Linked DNA regions of Pan troglodytes: region 1 is linked to region 2. A link is a contact called in public HiChIP or PLAC-seq data. All regions are on one chromosome and are shown on one strand. The core of a region is the stretch at or near the end of the contact, and the rest is flanking DNA. Distances in the headings are between cores, read along the strand shown.

What was found. HiChIP or PLAC-seq counts read pairs in DNA pulled down with a chosen protein or histone mark.
Region 1: a contact with region 2 is called in an H3K4me3 HiChIP or PLAC-seq map of stem cell-derived excitatory neurons, with 2.4 times the contacts expected there. The contact joins the promoter of NAA15 here to the promoter of NOCT in region 2. A contact is called at or near these places in 1 of 7 Hi-C or Micro-C datasets (stem cell-derived neural progenitor cells) and 1 of 1 datasets of contacts at active chromatin or transcription factors (stem cell-derived excitatory neurons).

What each region holds. Positions count from the first base shown.
Region 1 is chr3:140,759,476-140,764,983 of NHGRI_mPanTro3-v2.0_pri, forward strand. It overlaps NAA15 (N-alpha-acetyltransferase 15, NatA auxiliary subunit), which reads left to right and starts at 1,747. Exons shown (of 19, transcript XM_016952232.3): 1 at 1,747-2,233. The coding sequence starts at 2,180. It overlaps NDUFC1 (NADH:ubiquinone oxidoreductase subunit C1), which reads right to left and starts at 2,966. Exons shown (of 6, transcript XM_016952236.3): 1 at 2,818-2,966.
Region 2 is chr3:140,471,498-140,477,574 of NHGRI_mPanTro3-v2.0_pri, forward strand. It overlaps NOCT (nocturnin), which reads left to right and starts at 2,768. Exons shown (of 3, transcript XM_016952224.4): 1 at 2,768-3,791. The coding sequence starts at 3,602.

The sequences.
Region 1 (5,508 bases), core at 497-2,996, 290 kb after region 2:
TCAGAGTAAATATATATTTTTTAATTCAATTCAGGCTACTGTGTGGTCAGACTGTTATCTGTAGGTGCATTTTAACTAGCAAATGAATCAGTTAAATGTTGAATCAGACTAGTATTTGCCGAGCCTTTAAAATTGCCATTTCTTTGTCATCGCCCAAAAAGAATGTAACATTTGCCAAACTCTATTTCTGGCTCATCTAATCAGGTACTCAGGTTCTGGTGGAAGCTACTGATTGTTTCAAAGACCAGAAATTTTCTTCCTCTGAAGGAAAATAGAATATTCTTTACAGGAGAAATTTAGAGAACTATAGCAAATAGTATTGCTGTAGGGATTTTTGGATATGAAGCCAGAGATTTGGATATGAAGCCAGAGATTTGGAAATCCAAGCTAAAACTATCAACTGCATTTAGACTATTTTTCTGTCTTTCAATAGTTCAGACAGTTGAAAGACCTCTTGGGGCAGTGAATTTTGCAGGTTATTAGTAAGTAACAGCTTAAAAATGAATTATAAGCTTGTTCTTAGTTTTATAAAGTTAAGGTTAAAATACTGGCCATATTTCAAACTGAAACATAGTTTCCTGTATATATGATTTTTCTCAAACTTTTGAAGAGAGATCACAGAATTTAAGGAAACTCCAGGATTTGACTGTTAAAAACCTTATTTATGACCCCGGTGAAGGGAGAGGACAATCAATATAGCAGCTAGAAAACCCAAGTTTATATTGGGAAACATATATCTCAACTCACACCTTTCAGGGACAGTTAAGAGAAGTTTGAAAATTAAAATATCTTTGTAAATAAATTTAAAACAGTAAAAAACACGTACATAACATATTGTTTAATAATTCATGATGCAAAGAATGCTACAGAGTGAAATCAGGATTTGGAAAGAGGTAATCAAAAACCAAAGGTTAAAAGTGGCTCATATAACTTGAAAATTTTTAGATCAATGGAATGCCACTTTGAAAAAGTTTTACTGTCAGCTGTTAATGAAATGACTTACATTTTTGGAAGGACTCCTATTCGGTATGTAGTCTGACCTCGCCTACTCGAGTAGTTCCCTCTAGTATCCTTGCCAGTCTTTGGCTTCTAAGATCTGAGAATTTCTGGGGATGGGGACTTCGAGTCACAATATTAAGAACTAGTTTGAAGCCAGCTCCAGGGTAGTCTGTCTTTAAGTCTCCACTACTCCGCTCCAAGGTGACTCATAAGGTCGGTCCGTCAACTCTGCATTATATGGCCTCAACAACGAAATTAAAACACATACTTTAACCTCCAGAGGCTCCTTTGGCAGTGCAAATATGTCACTTCGGATCTGACTAACTACCTTTCCAGGCTGATCTTAAGCAACATTCACCAAATTACCGATACGACAGCCAGGCCCATTTCATCGGTCAAGCTCTTTCACGATTTTCAGACTCTGTTAAGCCCCTTTCTCCCCTGGGCTGTTAACAAGTCTCCACTGCGGTGAAGCTTTTTTCATTTTCCACTCCGCCTCTGCTCCTTAAATTAGGCATTTCGTCCATGATCAACTACAGCGCTTCTCAAACACCTACACCTGTATTTTAGCACTTTGGGCTCAAACGATGATCACACAGTGAGCGAGACTCTTTCCAAGGAATGAAAGGTCAATCTAGCAGGAAGGCGCCAGAGAGGCTGTTTTTGATGAGGAGGCGGTGTGAACCGTACTTGCCTAGCCTCCCGTAGCTCCGCGGGCGCTTCGAGGGCACCACGCACTGAAATGATGGGCGGGGCCTGCCCCGACCCTCCCGGCCTCCACAGGCGGGCCAGCCTCCAGGTTTCCCGGCAAGCTCCGAAACCCAGAGGAGGTGGGGAAAGGAGGTCACCGCGCCTGCGTGTTAGGAAGCGTGACCCGGGTGGGAAAACCCTCCGCGTCCGCCATTTTGGCTGCCTCTGTCGGTCTGTTCAGTTACCACGTGAACCGCCGACGGAGACCCGTAGTGGGGGAGGCGGCGGCAGCGTTAAGTGAGAAAGGAAAAAAGACAACGAGGAAAAAGGAGGTGTCCGGGTAGGGCAACGCGGCGACACCCGAGGCCTGGTGGTGGCGGCGGATCGAGATATTCAAGGCTGAAGCAGCTACGGAACGGCAGCGGCGGCGGTCGGACAAACTGACTGACCGAGCCGGGTGGTGGCGGGAGCAGCGGGAGCAGCCGGAACGATGCCGGCCGTGAGCCTCCCGCCCAAGGAGAATGCGCTCTTCAAGCGGATCTTGGTAAGTGTGAGGCTCCGGGCAAGCAGTGGGGAGGATTTAGCCGGTAACCGGGCCTGTCACCCCTAACCTCGGCCCGGCGGGCACTGAGCCACTCCCGCCCGGGACCCCGCCTTCATAGCCCTCGTCAGGCCGAATGCATTGCTTTGCTCCCTCTCTGTGGTTCCTACTATGGCCCGCGCGCCAGGGACCACAGGCTTCTTCATTCCATCCCCACGCTTGAGGCCCTGGTTCCGGACTAGGCCCCGACCTCCCGGCTTCTAGACTGCCGGTTCTCATTCTCCCCGATTTGGAGGAGAAGAGGCCCGGCCTTTGGCGGGCAAGTGGGCGACACCGGCAGGAGTCGCGGCCCGGTTGGTGTGGGAACCCTGCTGGCAGGCCGGGGTGGCACCCTTGGAAGGAACAGGTGGTGCGGATGCAGCAGGCTCATTCATTGCCTAAACGCGGTTCTCCCTCCATCATCTGTCCCTCCCTCTTCCTCTTCTCTTGGGATTCACCTGTCTCCGCCCGGCCCTGGGTCACCGAATGACCTGAGAGGAGGGAAAGAAGGAGTTCAGAGAAGGAAAGAAAGCTTTTCAAACGACTACCTCCTTGTAGTCAGTTGCATACTGGAGTCTTCAGCTCCTCTGCCTCCGTTGTTCTCGTTTCTGGAGTAGGGATGAGGCATTTATTTCTTAGTTTCCGAGCGGGAAACAGCCCCACCCCGTCACTCTTCTCGGGAGGTGGGGCCCATTGCGAGGGGGCGGTTCGGTAGGAAGTAAAAAGTTGAGTCTTCAGTTGAAACGTTCCAGACCTAGACTTTTCTTATACACTGAAGTATATTAACACATGCAAAAACTTACCAGAGAAAAGAGAATATAAGAACTTTTGAGATGGATTTTGTTGACGCTAGCTCAGACTTATTCCCTACATTTCAAATGTGTGCAGTTTGCATTTTTTTAAACCATAAATGCATTGATGTTTGCAGGGACTGTTTACATTGTAAAATATGTCCTGTAGCCTTGGAGCTATAATTAACACATTGTAGCACATTTTTTGTTTGGCATTTAGTATGTGAGTTCCCCCTTTCACGCAAACGTTTCCTTATGATAGAATTAACTGTATTTGCCAAATTTAAGACTTTTAAAATTTGGGATGTGTGTGTGAAAGTGTTAGCCTTTTCCCCCGCAGTTATAATTTATTTCACCTGTTTGAAAAGTAGAACAACTCTGGGGATTCAGTTTTTCTAGAAATAAATAATCATCCATTTGAACTAACTTTGATTTTACAAAAGTGTCCATATGCCCTACAGATTTAGTGAATTCATTTTGAAAAACATTAGAAAGTCACATCCAGTGTCGCAAAACTGTTACCTTGAAATTCTTACTGGAATTTTGTTTTGTTTTAAGACTAAGAGTGTAGGTGGAGCTGTAAAATAGTTTTAGGAAAAAAGTTACTTTTAAACCCTTAAAAAGACTAATTGGTGTGCAGGTAGAACTGTAACATAAGTTTAGAATAGCAATTTATCTTTAATCTCTTCTTCACAATTCTTTATTTTGAAAAAAATGAAACTGAAAAGTTGAGAGAACAAGGAACACTCATAAACCTTTACTTAAATTTATTTACCATATATGCTTTCTCTCTCCCTATGTATATGTATATATACATTTGTATAAAAGTAAGTTGTAGACGTAAAACTTATCTCTAGGCTGGGCACGGTGTCTCATGCCTGTAATCCCAGCACTTTGGGAGGCTGAGGCAGATGGATCACTTGAGGTCAGGAGTTCGAGACCAGGCTGGCCAACGTAGTGAAATCCTGTCTCTACTGAAAATACAAAAATTAGTCAGGCATGGTGGTGTTCGCCTGTAGTCCCAGCTACTAGGGTGGCTGAGGCACAAGAATCGCTTGAACCCAGGAGGTGGAGGTTGCAGTTCCAGCCTTGGCAACCGAGGAAGACTGTCTCAAAACAAAAACAAAAAACTTCATCTCTAAATACTTAAGCAAGCATCTCCTAAGAATAAGGACATCGTCTTGTATACTTATAACAATCATTCTCGAATATTGTCTAATATCTGGTTCATACTGAGATTTTCTCAAGTGTTAGCACTTTTTTTTTTTTTTTTTTTTTTGAGACGGAGTCTCGCTCTGTCGCCCAGGCTGGAATGCAGTGGCGCGATCTCGGCTCACTGCAAGCTCCGCCTCCTGGGTTGACGCCATTCTCCTGCCTTAGCCTCCCAAGTAGCTGGGACTACAGGTGCCCGCCACCATGCCTGGCTAATTTTTTGTATTTTTTAGTAGAGACGGGGTTTCACCATGTTAGCCAGGATGGTCTCAATCTCCTGACCTAGTGATCCGCCCGCCTCGGCCTTCCGAAGTGCTGCGATTACAGGCGTCAGCCACCGCGCCCGGCCAAGTGTTAGCACTTTTTAAATAAATCAAACTTTTAATTTTGAGAAGACTGTAATAATCACGTAGTTTAAGGAATAATACAGTGCACTTTACTCAGTTTTCCCAACACTAATACCTTGCAAAACCATGGTTCATTATTATAACATTGATACAATCCACCAGTCTTATTCAGATTTCCCCAGTTTACTTGTACACGTGTGTGAGTGCTCGCGCACGCGGGTGCAGTCATCCCTTGGTATCTGTCGGGGGTTGATTTCAGGATCCCGCGAGATTCCAAAATTTGCGGGTGTTTGAGTCCCTTATGTAAAGTGGTGTAGTATTTGCATATAACCTATGCGAATGTATACTTTAAATATCTCTAGATTACTTATAATACCTAATGCAATATTACTGTTATATAGTTATACTGTATTTTAAAAATTTGTATTTTTTATTGTATTTTTAAAAATAGTTTTTACCTATGGATGCAGACACCAAGGATAATGAGAGCTGACTGTATTTACTTCTATGCAGCGTTATCCCATGTATAGATTGCACCACTACAATTAGGCTACAGAACAGTTCCTTCAGTCCAAAGTACCCCCCTCTGTTGCCCTTTTAGAACCACATCCATTATCTCTCCCACCACCCTCCCATCCCCTCTCGCTGCAGGCTCCAGCAACCAGTACATGTCCTCTATTTGTATGATTTTGCCATTCTTTTGGGTTTAGAGATAGAGTCTTCCTCTGTTGCCCAGGCTGGAGTGTAGTGGCTATTTATAGGCTCTATCAAAAGGGCACTGTAACCTCAAACTACTGGACTCAAGCAGTCCTCCCACTTCAGCCTCCGGAGTAGGGGGGATCACTACAGGGCTACTACATCCAGCTAATAGTTTATTCCTTTTTATCGC
Region 2 (6,077 bases), core at 1,518-4,017:
CCTTTCCTGGAAAATTCACGAATAACCCTCTCCCTAGTTAGCATGTAATCAAGAAATAGCCATAAAAATAGCCAACAAGGCCGGGCGCAGTGGCTCACGCCTGTAATCCCAGCACTTTGGGAGGCGGGTGGATCACTTGAGATCATGAGTTTGAGACCAGCCTGGCCTACATGGCGAAACCCCATCTCTACTAAAAATAAAAATAAAAAAATTACCTGGGTGAGGTAGCACGCATCTGTAATCCCAGCTACTCTGTGGGCTCAGCAGGAGAATCACTTGAACCTGGGAGGTGGAGGTTGCAGTGAGCCGAGATCGTGCCGTTGCACTCCAGCCTGGGTGACAGAGCGAGACTTCATCTCAATTAAAAAAAAGAAAAAGAAAAAGAAAAAGCCATAAGCAGCCCTCAGTGCTGCTCTGCCTATGGAGTAACCATTCTTTTATTTCTTTACTTCTCTAATAAATTTGGTTTCACTTTATGGGCTCGTCCTGAATTCTTTCTTGTGTAATATCCAAGAACCCTCTTTTGGGGTCTGGATTGGGACCCCTTTCCAGTAACATTTCCTCTTCTCTGGTCCCACAGTACTTTGTCCATAAGTGATTCTGTACTTATTAGCAGATAATTACAAGTATTTTTGTTTATACAATGTCTTACCCCCTAAACTGTCAATAGATTCTGTTCAATTTATTTTTGTATGCTCTAATATAGAGCCTGGCACATAATGTGTATTCAACAAATGTTTACTGAATAAATTTTCAAGGGAATAAGTTTTAATTTCTATCTTTCTGATTGCTTAGTGTTTAATATATTATAAAAAATATGATTCAGGCCGAGCGTGGTGGCTCATGCCTGTAATCCCAGCACTTTGGGAGACTGAGGCGAGGGGATCACCTGAGGTCAGGAGTTTAAGACCAGCCTGGACAATATGATGAAACCTTGTCTCTACTAAAAAATACAAAAATTAGCCAGGCATGGTGGTGTGCGCCTGTAGTCAGAGCTACTCCAGAGGCTGAGGCAGGAGAATGGCTGGAACCCGGGAGGCGGAGGTTGCAGGGAGCCAAGATCATGCCACTGTACTCCAGCCTGGGCAACAGAGCGACAGACTCCATCTCAAATAAATAAATAAATAAAAATAAATAATATGATGCACTTTCAGGATAGCATGCTCTTTGAATCTCTTTAAATAGTGACAGTTTATATTTGAACCATTATTTTTTCATTTTTCAAAGCACTTTTCCCCAACATTTTATTATGAAAATCTCCAAATATATGGGGGAAAAATAATTGTAAGTGAACACTTGTGTCGGGACTCAGAAACTGATAGCCCAAAATATGGGGCTTTGACCGGCTGAATGGAAGCCTCAAGGTCTCTCTGACCTCACTGCCCAGCACCATCTCTCCCAAAGCACAGGATGAAGTTGAAGTTCCTTTATCTGGCTACAATCCAAACCCACCAAAAGGAACAATTGTTTTTTCTTCCCCTCCTTGTAAGACCAAAAATGTAACCACCTGAACAGACCCTTTCACAAGATAATGTGCAAGTTCATCCCTGTGCCCTGATCCATTCACTTTCCCTAGTCATCTCCTCAACAGAATGCCTCTGCTCCCCTCTCCCCAAGTCTGTTGGCCAGGATGGTAGACAAGCTTCTGAACCCCGTTGGGGATGTGTAATCACTCTGTGATTCTCCCCATGTACATGTTAATAAATGCATATGCCTTTTCTCCCATTAATCTGCCTTTTGTGAGTTGATTTTTCAGCAAACTTCAGAGGGCAAAGGGAACATTTTTCCCATGGTCCCTATACCCATATATACCCACTACCTAGATTCAAAATCAACATTTTGCTATATTTGCAAAACACTTTTCATAGGCTAATTTTATTATCACCTTTTTAAAAAAATTCTTTTTACAAGTACTGCTCCTTGTGGAGCAGGACTACTCGATAGGCAGTGTGCCCAGAGTAGCTTATAATCATTTTTTATTTCACCTAATGACTAAGGTATGATTCTACGTTTTATAGATAAGGAAACTGAAACTGAGGCTTTAATGACTTCCAAGGAGCTTGTCTGCCAGAAGTTGTAATCAACTTGTGCCAGCTGATCTGTCCACACCCTCTATCCACAGGTGTTAGATATATAACCTAGGTCTGAAAAATATTTAGAATATTCTTGTGATGAAAAGCTTGCAATTCCACAACACAGGGGAATCAGCAAAATCATGGGAAAACCAATAGAATACATTTCTAACTCATGAATCATTCAGAGAAAAATCCAGTCTTGGGTTTTCCCTCCCCCTCATCCCATTTCTATTCCTGATTAGTCATCATTTCCTGCCCAGCCTGTCTGAGATGTTTCTTCCATCCTTTCTTTTCCAGTAACAGTAACCTGGTGCAGGTCTACAGTATCTGTTATCTCAGCTGATTTCCTTTCTGCCTTTTCATGAACCAGAGACATGTGATTTCCAATTAAAGCACAGCCCTGACCATATCTTTGCTCAGCTTACAAAACGTCAACGGCTCGCAGCTATCCACCGAATTAAGCCTACTATAATCCCCTTCCTTCCACACTACAACCTATCCACGCATCTGTCCTCTTACTCCTTAGCTTCCATCTTACATGACTAAGAGTTGTTTCCCCAAATACACCCTTATTTACTTTTTTCATTTATAACTCACCACCACGCCCTCCAAAGTTTCACGTGGGTAAATTCTAGACCTCCACGTCATAGGCCAACTCAAATGCCAATCCTTCTAATGAACCTTCTAGAGAGCCCGGGCCTGTTGTCATCTCTATCGCCAATCTTTGGCATCTTGTGGCAATAATCTCATTCTACCTTGTAGAGCTTTCTGGTCTGACTTCCCTTGCCACCTTCTGCTCCCTTTGCCTAAGTATAACACTTTTGAGGAAAAGAACGCTGTTTTAATCATCGTCGCCTCGCCCACAGGCGGTGCTTTATTGTGCTTAATATCGTTTAACGCATCACACACTGCCGAGGGGGTCGGAGGCGGACGCCTTTTGCTGTATCCACACAGACCCGCGCAGGCACACACGGAGGCCGTCTGCCACTCTGACAGACACGTGTCCCCTGGGCCACAGCCCTGGAACTGTCTCGGGATTCCCAGCCTGTGGGCGCTTCCATGCTGGCCAGCGGAAGGGGACGCTTTTTTCTTCAGAACAGCTCCAACGGATACCTCTTATTTTAGACCGCCTGCGGATTCTACCTATAAATCAGCCTAAGCCCCGCTTCCTTTTAAAACAGGATTACGCCGGGTCGAGGGAGCCTGGCGTGGCCGCGCAGTGGCCGGGTCCCGCGGATTCCCCTCCAGCTCCCGCTTGGCAGCGCCCGCTTTGTCAGCGCGCAGCGCTCGCCGGGCGCCTTGCAGGTCTCGCCGGGTCTCACAGCAGACGGTGCCGACGCAGCAGTGTTGCGCCTCCCTCTCCGGCTCTGCTGCCCGGGATTTCCCCAGAACCTGCGCCGCGCGAGAAGGAGCCTGGGAGCATCCGCCCAGACTGCCCGGACAGTCGGCTCGACTCGCTGCCCTCGGCCCCAGCCGGGCTCCGCTCCTCGGGCGCGCGAGGGGCCGTGGTGGCGGCGGCGCCCGGCATGTTTCATAGTCCGCGGCGGCTCTGCTCGGCCCTGCTGCAGAGGGACGCGCCCGGCCTGCGCCGCCTGCCCGCCCCAGGGCTGCGCCGCCCGTTGTCCCCGCCGGCTGCTGTTCCCAGGCCCGCATCCCCCCGGCTGCTGGCGGCGGCCTCGGCGGCCTCGGGCGCCGCGAGGTCGTGTTCCCGAACAGGTGAGTGCACCCCAGTTCCGGGCGGAGAACGCCACGGCCGCCAACGCGCGGCCGCCACCTGGAGACCGCGCGGAATGAATGAGAAGCCCGGGGCTGCCGGTCGTGGAGTCTGGCCTGAAAGTGGGTCCTTTACCAGAGCAACCTTCTGCGTTCCCTTTTTCCTCTTTCCCTGTTCCCCGACTTGCCTGGGGCTTGCATCAAAGCTAGTAAGAACTGGGAGACTGTATTCAGGTTCCCGCTTGACCCTTAGAGGCCATGCTTTCAGAATTTCTTGTTCTTGACCGTTAAATTTCCCCCTTCCGAGGCCGCGAGTTACTATGTTGGTTACATTTTTTATTGCACGACTTAACGGAAATTTTTATGGAAAAAAAAAATCTAAATGATGCTTATTTGCTTATATAGCTTTCATGGTCTAGATATTAAGTTTTTTTTTTAAGTCGTGATAATAACACATTGATTCATTTTACGTTTTTTGTTTTTTGTTTTTTTTTTTTGAGATGGAGTCTCATTGTGTCACCCAGGCTGGAGTCCAGTGGCACGATATCGGCTTACCGCAACCTCCCCCTCCCGGGTTCAAGCGATTTTCCTGCCTCAGCCTCCCGAGTAGCTGGGATTACAGGCGCCAGTCACCACGCCTAGCTAACTTTTGTATATTTAGTAGAGACGGGGTTTCACCATTTTGGCCAGGCTGGTCTTGAACTTCTGACCTCGTGATCCACCCGCCTCAGCCTCCCAGAGTGCTGGGATTACAGGCGTGAGCCACCGCGCTCGGCCATTTTACGTTTCTTTGGATTTTTTTTTTTTTTTTTTTTTTGGAGCCTTCCACTCTTGATAGTTAACATCATTTTTTGTCCTGTGTATCTAAGATCTTGTAAAAGTGAGGCCTTAGTTTCACCAAGAGCTGTTTTCATACATCATAATAACTACCCTGAGTTTTCCTTTTTTGCTACCTGTGTTTCTGCCTGGGCACAGATTACCATGGCCACAAATTACATACAAATTAATTATACTTTAAAAATTGATAAATTTTTTCTTTCAAAACTAGGCAATACATAACTTTTTTTTTTTTTTTTTTGAGACGGAGTTTTGCTCTTATTTCCCAGGCTGGAGTGCAATGGCGCGATCTCGGCTCACCGCAACCTCTGCCTCCCGGGTTCAAGCGATTCTCCTGCCTCAGCCTCCCGAGAAGCTGGGATTACAGGCATGCGCCACCGCGCCAGGCTGATTTTTGTATTTTTAGTAGAGATGGGGTTTCTCCATGTTGGTCAGGCTGGCCTCGAACTCCCTAGCTCAGGTGAACCTCCCGCTTTGGCCTCCCAAAGTGCTGGGATTACAGGCGTGAGCCACCGCCCCCCCGGCCTATAAAATTTAAAAAAATAGGCCGGGCGCGGTGGCTCACGCCTGTAATCCAGCACTGTGGGAGGCGGAGGCGGGTAGATCACCCGAGGTCAGGAGTTCGTGACCATCCTGGCCAACGGGCTTGGGTGTGGTGGCACTCGCCTGTAATCCCAGCTACTCCGGAGGCTGAGGCAGGAGAATCACTTGAACCTGGGAGGCGGAGTGTTGCAGTGAGCCGAGATCGCACCATTGCACTCCAGCCTGGGTGACAAGAGTGAAACTCCGTCTCAAAACAAAATTAATAAAAATTTTAAAAAATGTATATATTTTAAAAATGGTCATCTGGAATGTGATTGAAGCCAAGACTTTAAACTATTCGCATTGTTGGCGGATATTTAGGTATTTCCCAATCTAGTATCAAACTCCTGGCCTCGAGTTATCCTCAGACTCTGGAGTAGTTGAGATTTGCAGGTGGAAGCCACCATGCCCAACTTAGTCATTTTAAAATTAGGATGTTGAATTGGTTGCTGGAGACTCTGAACTATATTGTTCCTTAGAGTGAACTTGACAGTTAGATTCCCCACCCCCACCCCCAATTTCGTAGGAATGTGGTACATTGTGAAATAACTGCCAGAATGAGTATATTGCCTGATAACTTTTTTCTTGCTGGAAATTTTAAGAACAACATTGTTAGAGGTTTGAGGTAGGAAAAGTAAAAGAAAACCAGGTGATGTCTTCTGTACCAGCTTATATCTTAAATTCCCTCAAAGTCTCAGAGGCAGGGTTAGTAGGTACCTCCTCATGGGAATACTGTTAGCTTGTGTAAAACATAGATGGCTGTGTTATCTGAGTAATTACTGTTATCTGAGTAATAATATCAGGTCAGATTGGAATGTTGGGCTTTTGACCCAAGAAAGTGTTTAATGAACTTCTTTTAAGAAATCCCCT